Regions from separate parts of the Mus musculus genome. Here region 2 is linked to region 1. The links are chromatin contacts, called in public HiChIP or PLAC-seq maps. All regions are on one chromosome and are shown on one strand. Each heading gives the region's core, a stretch centred on a gene start, on an enhancer-like site or on the middle of the called end of the contact. The rest is flanking DNA. Distances are from core to core; before and after follow the strand shown.

What was found. HiChIP or PLAC-seq counts read pairs in DNA pulled down with a chosen protein or histone mark.
Region 2: an H3K27ac HiChIP or PLAC-seq map of extraembryonic endoderm stem cells shows a contact between it and region 1. The contact joins the enhancer-like site here to the promoter of Tshr in region 1. A contact is called at or near these places in 3 of 39 promoter capture datasets (the 3T3-L1 cell line and macrophages), 1 of 484 Hi-C or Micro-C datasets (nephron progenitors), 2 of 115 datasets of contacts at active chromatin or transcription factors (embryonic stem cells and extraembryonic endoderm stem cells) and 1 of 9 other capture datasets (adipose tissue).

Annotation. Positions count from the first base shown.
Region 1 is chr12:91,399,026-91,402,958 of GRCm38.p6, forward strand. Tshr (thyroid stimulating hormone receptor) reads left to right here and starts at 1,968. Exons shown (of 10, transcript NM_011648.5): 1 at 1,968-2,229. The coding sequence starts at 2,060.
Region 2 is chr12:91,474,935-91,478,867 of GRCm38.p6, forward strand. All of the region lies in intron 1 of Tshr (thyroid stimulating hormone receptor), which reads left to right. Among named protein-coding and RNA genes, the nearest start is that of Gm40541, 60 kb to the right of the region's middle. Within about 2 kb of position 1,672, at least 5 of the 459 cell types and tissues checked have an H3K27ac peak or open chromatin away from gene starts, as enhancers often do. A contact at or near this core is called in extraembryonic endoderm stem cells, where this site is marked.

The sequences.
Region 1 (3,933 bases), core at 718-3,217:
CAAGCTGCCTCAAAGAGAATATTATCTTTAGAAGTTCAGTTTGTAGTGGAAAACTCAGTGCTCAAGTGTTTTTAATGTAATTCTATCAGATAAGCGCAATGTATACAAACCCTAATAGAAATGTAGAAAAGAGAAGATATCTCTCAATTCACTCCGTGATGAAAGAATCAATTACTGAGAACAAAATATACAAAAGATAAAGAGCAACAGGCCACTTTGCCTTAGGCACATCTACACAAAACCCTCAAATAGAATTTCAGTAAAGAAATGTATTGCTGCAAGAATACATTCAGAAAAGTCGAAGGGTGTTTATCCCTGGATTTAAGATGGGCTTAACATTCAAAATGCAAGCACTATAGCTCTCCACATTTACAAGTTGCTATGTGTGCAGCAGAGAGGAGACTGTAAACAATCTCATTTTCCAGGAAAAGTCTCTGGGTGTCTGTTTGTAGTCATCCTCCTTCTCAAGACTTCAGTCCTTTGGAGCCTCATAGAGCCTATGGTGGCCTACAAGTTGCTATGTAGCCAAGTACCTTGATCCTCCTGCCTCTGACTCCCACAGCTGGGATTGCAGAAGTATCCCACCACACCAAGTTTACACTTGGCTAGGTTTGGAGCCTTGAACATGGTAGGCAAGCACTCTACCAACTGAGCTTTATCCCCAGCCCTGGCTTTACTTCCACCGAAAATACCACATAATGTCATGTATAGGAATGATCACACATAAGTACATAATGCTGTGAATTTAGTTCCTTGTGCTTGCCAGTCGTGTTCTAGATTTGTACATGTCATGTAAACTAGAGCTCGATTCATTTTCTATGAAATATTGTTTGTGCATTCACAGTTTTCTTGAAGGACACGTGGGGTTGTTTACACTTTGGGGTGACAATAAAGTTTCTATAAACATGGGGATGTGTATATCTTAAAGGTACAGTTCAATAAATCTTAATATTTACCTGCCCTTAACCTCCATCCTGTATTTTTAGAGCCTTCTCTCTTCATGTTTCTTCTGATTTCCACCACCACACCTTTCCCTCCTGCTCTGGAGTTACCTGTAAAAGAAGCCGTGTGGCATGTGAGGAGTTAGTATTCCTTTTGCTCCTAGAGGAACGAGCAAGCAGTTATACTTCCAAGAAGAAAATTGACACAATCTAGTTTACATTTGTAGCTAATATTCTTGGTGGGTGTGAGAAGAGCAAGGTGGCACTTAAGTGTTCTCTTCATTCTGGATTTCTGGAGAGGGTGGATGAGAATGAAAAGTGTCTAGGATTCTAAGCAGATTCGTAAAACCAGACTGTTACCGTGCAGGCAAGGGAACCTGTGTGCGCAGTTCCCAGTTATCTACAGCAGATGGCCCCAGAGCCCAGCGCCTGACTTCACGGAGCTGCTGGGTTTGGTGAGAGCAGCATCTCCAGACGTTTAGTGGCGCCTCCAAGCTGGACCGTGGCTGTTCCAGCTAGACAGCATGGAGGATTGTCTCGCCCGGAGTGACTCGTCCCCCTTCAGCTGCACTCTAAGCTGTCACGGGTTGTGCTGACTGCTCCGGAGACTTTTAACCTGGAGAAGCCGAAGTTCCACGGGACACTAGAGAGTCCCACAACAGTCCCCTCCGTGGAGACATTAGACGGAGCCCATTTGGGTGGGTCCCCGGTCGGCACAGCTCTTAAAGGCTGCTCAGTCGGGAAATGTAGCTTCAGGAGTTCGGAGACCAGGAGAGACGAAAGCGTGTCTAGACTTAAGAAAGAACTAATAGGTGACAGGGAGGGAACGACACAGGGACCGAGGTTGGGTGTCTCGGAACAGAAGGCGCTGCGAGGCTGATGAAGTGCCGCAAGCAGGCTTGTTTGGATGGAGAGTTGCCTAGGCAAGCGGAGCACTTGAGAGCCTCTCCTTCCCCCTCTCCAGCGTGCTCTCCAGCGATGAGGTCACAGCCCCTCGGAGCCCTCCTCCTCCCTCCCTTCCCCTCCTGCACCCGGGTCTCTTCCAGCGTCAGACGCAGGGCACTGAGAATGTGGCGACAGCGCGCAACGATGAAGTAGCCCAGAGGGTCCCTTGGAAAATGAGGCCAGGGTCCCTGCTGCTGCTTGTTCTGCTGCTCGCCCTGTCCAGGAGCCTGCGGGGCAAAGAGTGTGCGTCTCCACCCTGTGAGTGTCACCAGGAGGACGACTTCAGAGTCACCTGCAAGGAGCTCCACCGAATCCCCAGCCTGCCGCCCAGCACCCAGACTCTGTGAGTAGCCAAGGCCAAGACCCCCCCCCCCCGAGAAATTCGTGGTGTGTGTTGGGGTGTGCGCGGATATCTGGTCAGTCCCTGTACAAATTCAATCCCCCATGCTCGGGAAGGTCAGCTATGCTGCTGACACGGGGGACAGAATCCCTAATAAAACTTTGGTTCAAGATACCTGGGAGTTGTGCTTAATAAAAAGTTACAAGTAGTCTGTCTACATTGTGCCAACTCCTAGTGCCCGCTGGATTCTAGTTTCACATCAAGTAATAGTTAGACACACACACAACCTTAAGAATTAACTTTTAAAACTTATCTTAGAAAATACAATTGCTTCTCTTCCCAAATTCCCCTGTAAGTATCCCTAGATGAGAAATTACCTTGGCCATTTGACTTATCAAATAATTGTTAAAAGCTTGATCAGAGACGGCATAGTGGCTCTCGACTTTAATCCCAGCAGTCAAGAGACTTTCTGTGAATTTCTGTGAGTTCCAGTCCAGCTTGGTCAGCATAGTGAGTTCCAAGGTAGCCAGGGCTATGTAGACAGACTCTGTCTATAAGAAGGAAACAAAACAAAACAAAACAAAACATAATCGGGAGCCTATTAGAAATGAATCCTTGGACTTGTCAGAACCAAGAAGGGTTTCAAAAAAGGGGGAGGGTTCCCCTCCCATTCCATCTGATCTCTCCTTTATTCTGAACTAGTCTCCTGAATGTGTGTGTCCCAAAGGGGTTTAACTAGATTGCTTACAGGAGCATACATGAGGGGGTTATAGGAGCCTGAGCAGTTACCAGTGGTGAAACCACATAAAGAAAATGTCTCTCCCTCCCAAGGAACCAAGGAAACATCAACATCTGTTAAATCTTCAGGTAGGGGTGGGGGCCTTCTGAGCCCTTACCCACTTTATGGCAGTATGCTAAAGGGTTTAAACGTACTCAGGTCATGGGCAGGCAATCACAGCTTCTATTGGCTCACAGCCATGTCATGTCAAGACAGTGTTCTGCCATCTCCACCCCATCCTCATTTAGAGTTTTTGAAGAGACCTCTGGTTTATAACGCAAATCCTTGAGTTAGCCTCACTTTGCAGCATCCATCAGGATGCTAAACATCCTGGGCTGGCTGTTTGATATGTTGCTAACATGCTGAGGGTGTTTCTTCCTTAGCATGATCTACCTGTGTACTATGGTAGTGAGAGTGAAGTCGATCTCCTCTCTCTACACTGCCGATACAATGCTTCTGTGGTCTTATGGATGGGAAGGAGAGACAGTTCCAATGCAGCACTGGATCTTTTCTTACTTGCCTCTCCAGGGAGGCACAGGGACCGTCATTATAGCAGGGGCTGTGATGGGGACTGGGGGAGCTGCTATCCCTACTGCCCATTTGGGACATTTGACCATCTTTGATATGCAGGAGAACTCTCACTGGAGAATGACACTAGGAAACCTAGACAAAGCAAGAGAACGTAATTAAAGATTTGGGCACATAAGGCCAATGAGATGGCTTAGTGGGTAAAAAGAGCTTGCCCCACAGCACAACAACCTGAGTTTGATCCCTGGAATCTATATGGTGGAAAGTGAGCACTGAATCTCACCGGTTGTCCTCTGATCTCCACATGAGCACCATAGCACACCTCCCAGTGTGTAAATGAATAAAAATGCATGTCTCTGTAGGATTCTCTAAAAAGTAAAGAGTAAAACAACAGCAACAAC
Region 2 (3,933 bases), core at 422-2,921, 76 kb after region 1:
CTTAGGTCGCCTCCCCAGCCGGGCGGGCACCTCAAAATATATTGTTTTAAAAGCCTGAAGTTTATGGGGTGGATCCCTGGATAAGGCAGTCTCTACATGGTCCCTCCTTTCATCTCAGCTCCAAACTTTGTCTCTGTAACTCCTTCCAAGGGTGTTTTGTTCCCACTTCTAAGGAGGGGCATAGTGTCCACACTTCAGTCTTCATTTTTCTTGAGTTTCATGTGTTTAGGAAATTGTATCTTATATCTTGGGTATCCTAGGTTTTGGGCTAATATCCACTTATCAGTGAGTACATATTGTGTGAGTTCCTTTGTGAATGTGTTACCTCACTCAGGATGATGCCCTCCAGGTCCATCCATTTGGCTAGGAATTTCATAAATTCATTCTTTTTAATAGCTGAGTAGTACTCCATTGTGTAGATGTACCACATTTTCTGTATCCATTCCTCTGTTGAGGGGCATCTGGGTTCTTTCCAGCTTCTGGCTATAATAAATAAGGCTGCTATGAACATAGTGGAGCATGTGTCCTTACCCCATAATCAGAATCCAAACGCTGACACCATTGCATACACTAGCAAGATTTTTATCGAAAGGACCCAGATGTAGCTGTCTCTTGTGAGACTATGCCGGGGCCTAGCAAACACAGAAGTGGATGCCCACAGTAATGGATGGATTACAGGGCTCCCAATGGAGGAGCTAGAGAAAGTACCCAAGGAGCTAAAGGGATCTGCAACCCTATAGGTGGATCAACATTATGAACTAACCAGTACCCCGGAGCTCTTGACTCTAGCTGCATATGTATCAAAAGATGGCCTAGTCGGCCATCACTGCAAAGAGAGGCCCATTGGACACACAAACTTTATATGCCCCAGAATAGGGGAACGCCAGGGCCAAAAAGGGGGAGTGGGCGGGTAGGGGAGTGGGGGTGGGTGGGTATGGGGGACTTTTGGTATAGCATTGGAAATGTAAATGAGCTAAATACCTAATAAAAAATGGAAAGAAAAAAAAATAAATAAAGCCAAAAAAAAAAAAAAAGCCTGAAGTTTTTACTTTAGATCTTGACACAGGAAGTGAATTCTCCTTGAATCATGACTAGGAAGTATGTTATTCTTCTTTTCTGTCTTTCCCAGTGAATTATGGGAAAAATGTAAGCATCATCAAAAATCATGAGATGATAAATGTGAATTAAATTCACTTGACCAGTGATTTTTTCCCACTGTGTGAAACCAGATTTTCTAAGTTTAATGCTATCCCTCAGAAAAGGACTTTACAAGATGTAAAAGTGCTCTGAGCTTTTGAAAGCACCAACAGCTGTCTAGGCGGAGATGAACCTAAACCTTCTAAACGCTCTACCCATTTACATTACTTCATCAAAATGACGAGTTCTCTGGTTTCACTTTGATTATTTTGTAACTGAGAGGACTGTAGGAAGAAAGGGTTTTCACTGCTGTGTTTTTTGTGACGATCAAGATTGTCAGTAGGCAATGAGTTTCCGCTGTAGCACACAGGACAAATAAATGAACACTTTGCTGATAGGGTTTTCCTTTTATGACAGTGAGATATTTCCAGGTAATGCACCCGTTTGCTACCTCTTTGTATAAAATTGTAGCATTGCATAACTCATTAGACCTACCTGTGAAAGCTGGAGTGTTTGGAGAAGCAGGAAGTGGACTTGCATGGATCAGTAAAACAATCAGGAAATGTTTCAGGTTTCCTTCTGCAGAATTCACAGTCCCAGGAGTCCCCATGTAAGTCTCCATTTTGCAGACCTGTCTACAGTTTTTCTCCTGGGGTGATGGTGATGGAAAGCTAACCTGTACAGGAATTGACCCATCACCCAGTTTGTGACCCTATGGTTGTGCCTTGGAAGGAACTATGTATATACATCTGAGTTTGTTTGTTTAATTGTTTGTTTGTCTGTCTTTCAGAGAAACTTTGATGACAATATACTATTTCTTTTAGTGGTGTGCCATCCTCTATTCACATTCCCTTTTCTGGATATCTCCCTCCCTTCCTTCCCACCCCCTCCTCCTTTGTTTGGCTTCTCTATCAAGAATGAGCAGTGTTTGTTTTGCTCATGTTTGCAGTAGCAGGGGAAGAATTTAAGAATTGTTTCAAAGGATAGGAGGACTGCAAATTGCAGGCAACTAAACAATACTCAGTTGGCTAATTCGGGGGGAATGCTTTCAAGTGTTAAACACACAGGAAAGATCTACAAGAAACGTCAGGAAAACTATACCCATTATATCTGGAGACTGAATATATTCTAAATACTTTTTAATCTAATGAAAGAAAACTAATAATTATAGTCTTTTCCTTTCTTCCAAGTAGACATTCTAAAAGCAAGCATATAAACACAATCTCTACTCTGCTATCCACAGAACTACAATGAGAACACAAATTCAATGAACTCCACATTTTTTGAATGGTTCAGAAAGCTTAAAGTCCAATGAGTAATCTCATGAATGCAAACTGTCTATGTAAACAATGTTGGATAAGGACATTTTTTGTTATCTATCACATCATAAGAATTTGCCCCAAATGAAGAGATTTTAAAATAAGAACTACTTCATTGCATTTACATATGTACTACGAAAGAGATCAGGATTGTTCTCACAGTATAAACAGAAATCTCTTAGAGCCATTCATGTGACAAGTAGCCTTGGCTGGAGACCCCGAGATGGCTTCATTTACACATATGCAGCCTTGGTGACACTCATCTGAATGTCAGTCTCTGGTGGCACTTGGGAGCTCCTCTGTGGCTTCTCTGCACAGCAGTCTCTAGGTAGTTACACTAACAGAACAGAACCAAACTCCCAGAAGAAATTCCCCACGGATTCTCAGAGATGCAGCAAGGCTTCTTAGCAAAAGTCAAGATCCCAGAACTTCACTTCTACAGCATTCTGTGGCCAGCCAGAAGTAAGGCCGATCCTAATTCACAGAGAGATGGATTTGTGTCCATCTAACACAGAGAGCCCCTCCCAATGGCACTTACCACACTGTCTTACTTCTCTACATAGAGGAGTAAAGAACAAAAACAGAGAGAGACGTCTGATCCATAAGTAAGAGAAAATGCCACTAGATCTCAACAGGCCAATGACTTCATAAGCCACGGCTTCAAGTCAGCTATGTTAAGTCTTGTATACTATAATAAAATAAAGAATGATAGAGAGAGAGAGAGAGAGAGAGAGAGAGAGAGAGAGAGGAAAGTCCAAAGAAGACTCAAGTGAACTAGCTGAGGTTAGTAATATATAAAATAAAAACATGGATAAGATTAAGAGAATTAAACATTACAGGAAAAAAAATGAATCAAAAGATAGAAAGTTAGTAACTGACAGCCATATAAAACTAAATATAAAAAGGGGAAAGTTTGAAAAGCCGAATAACAGGGGCCAACCCAGCGGCAGCTCAAAGCACTTGCTACATGCCTCACTAGGTGAGGTCAGCCCTGGGTTCCACACAAGGAAAGAGAGAAACAACTATGGCAGGTTGTCCTGTGACTTCCATATGCCTGTTGTGATATGCACATGCATGTATATAATTTTAAAAATGTTTTAATGTGTCAGTATACATTCTAGCTCAAAGCAGGATGAGGGGCTCATGAGTTCCATGCTTCAACTAGGGAACTATAGGTCATTGATAGTGTCTGAGGAGGGAGAGTCTACTTTTGTCTGTGGGTTTGACTACTGGTCGGTAAACCTGGCTCTAGTGGAAGGCCCTGCATACATGAGTATGTGGGCGGCACAAGGTGGACTCTCTGGGTTATTTTTTTTTTTTTCTGAAGCACATCAAGTTGGGGATTTATGTGGGATGCTAGAGAGATAAGGATGAATCTAGGAGGAGCTAGAGAACTGGAGGGCAGAAATGATCACAACACATTGGAATTTTCAAAGATCTACTTACTTAAAAATGACCAGATCTTTTTGTTTGGTTA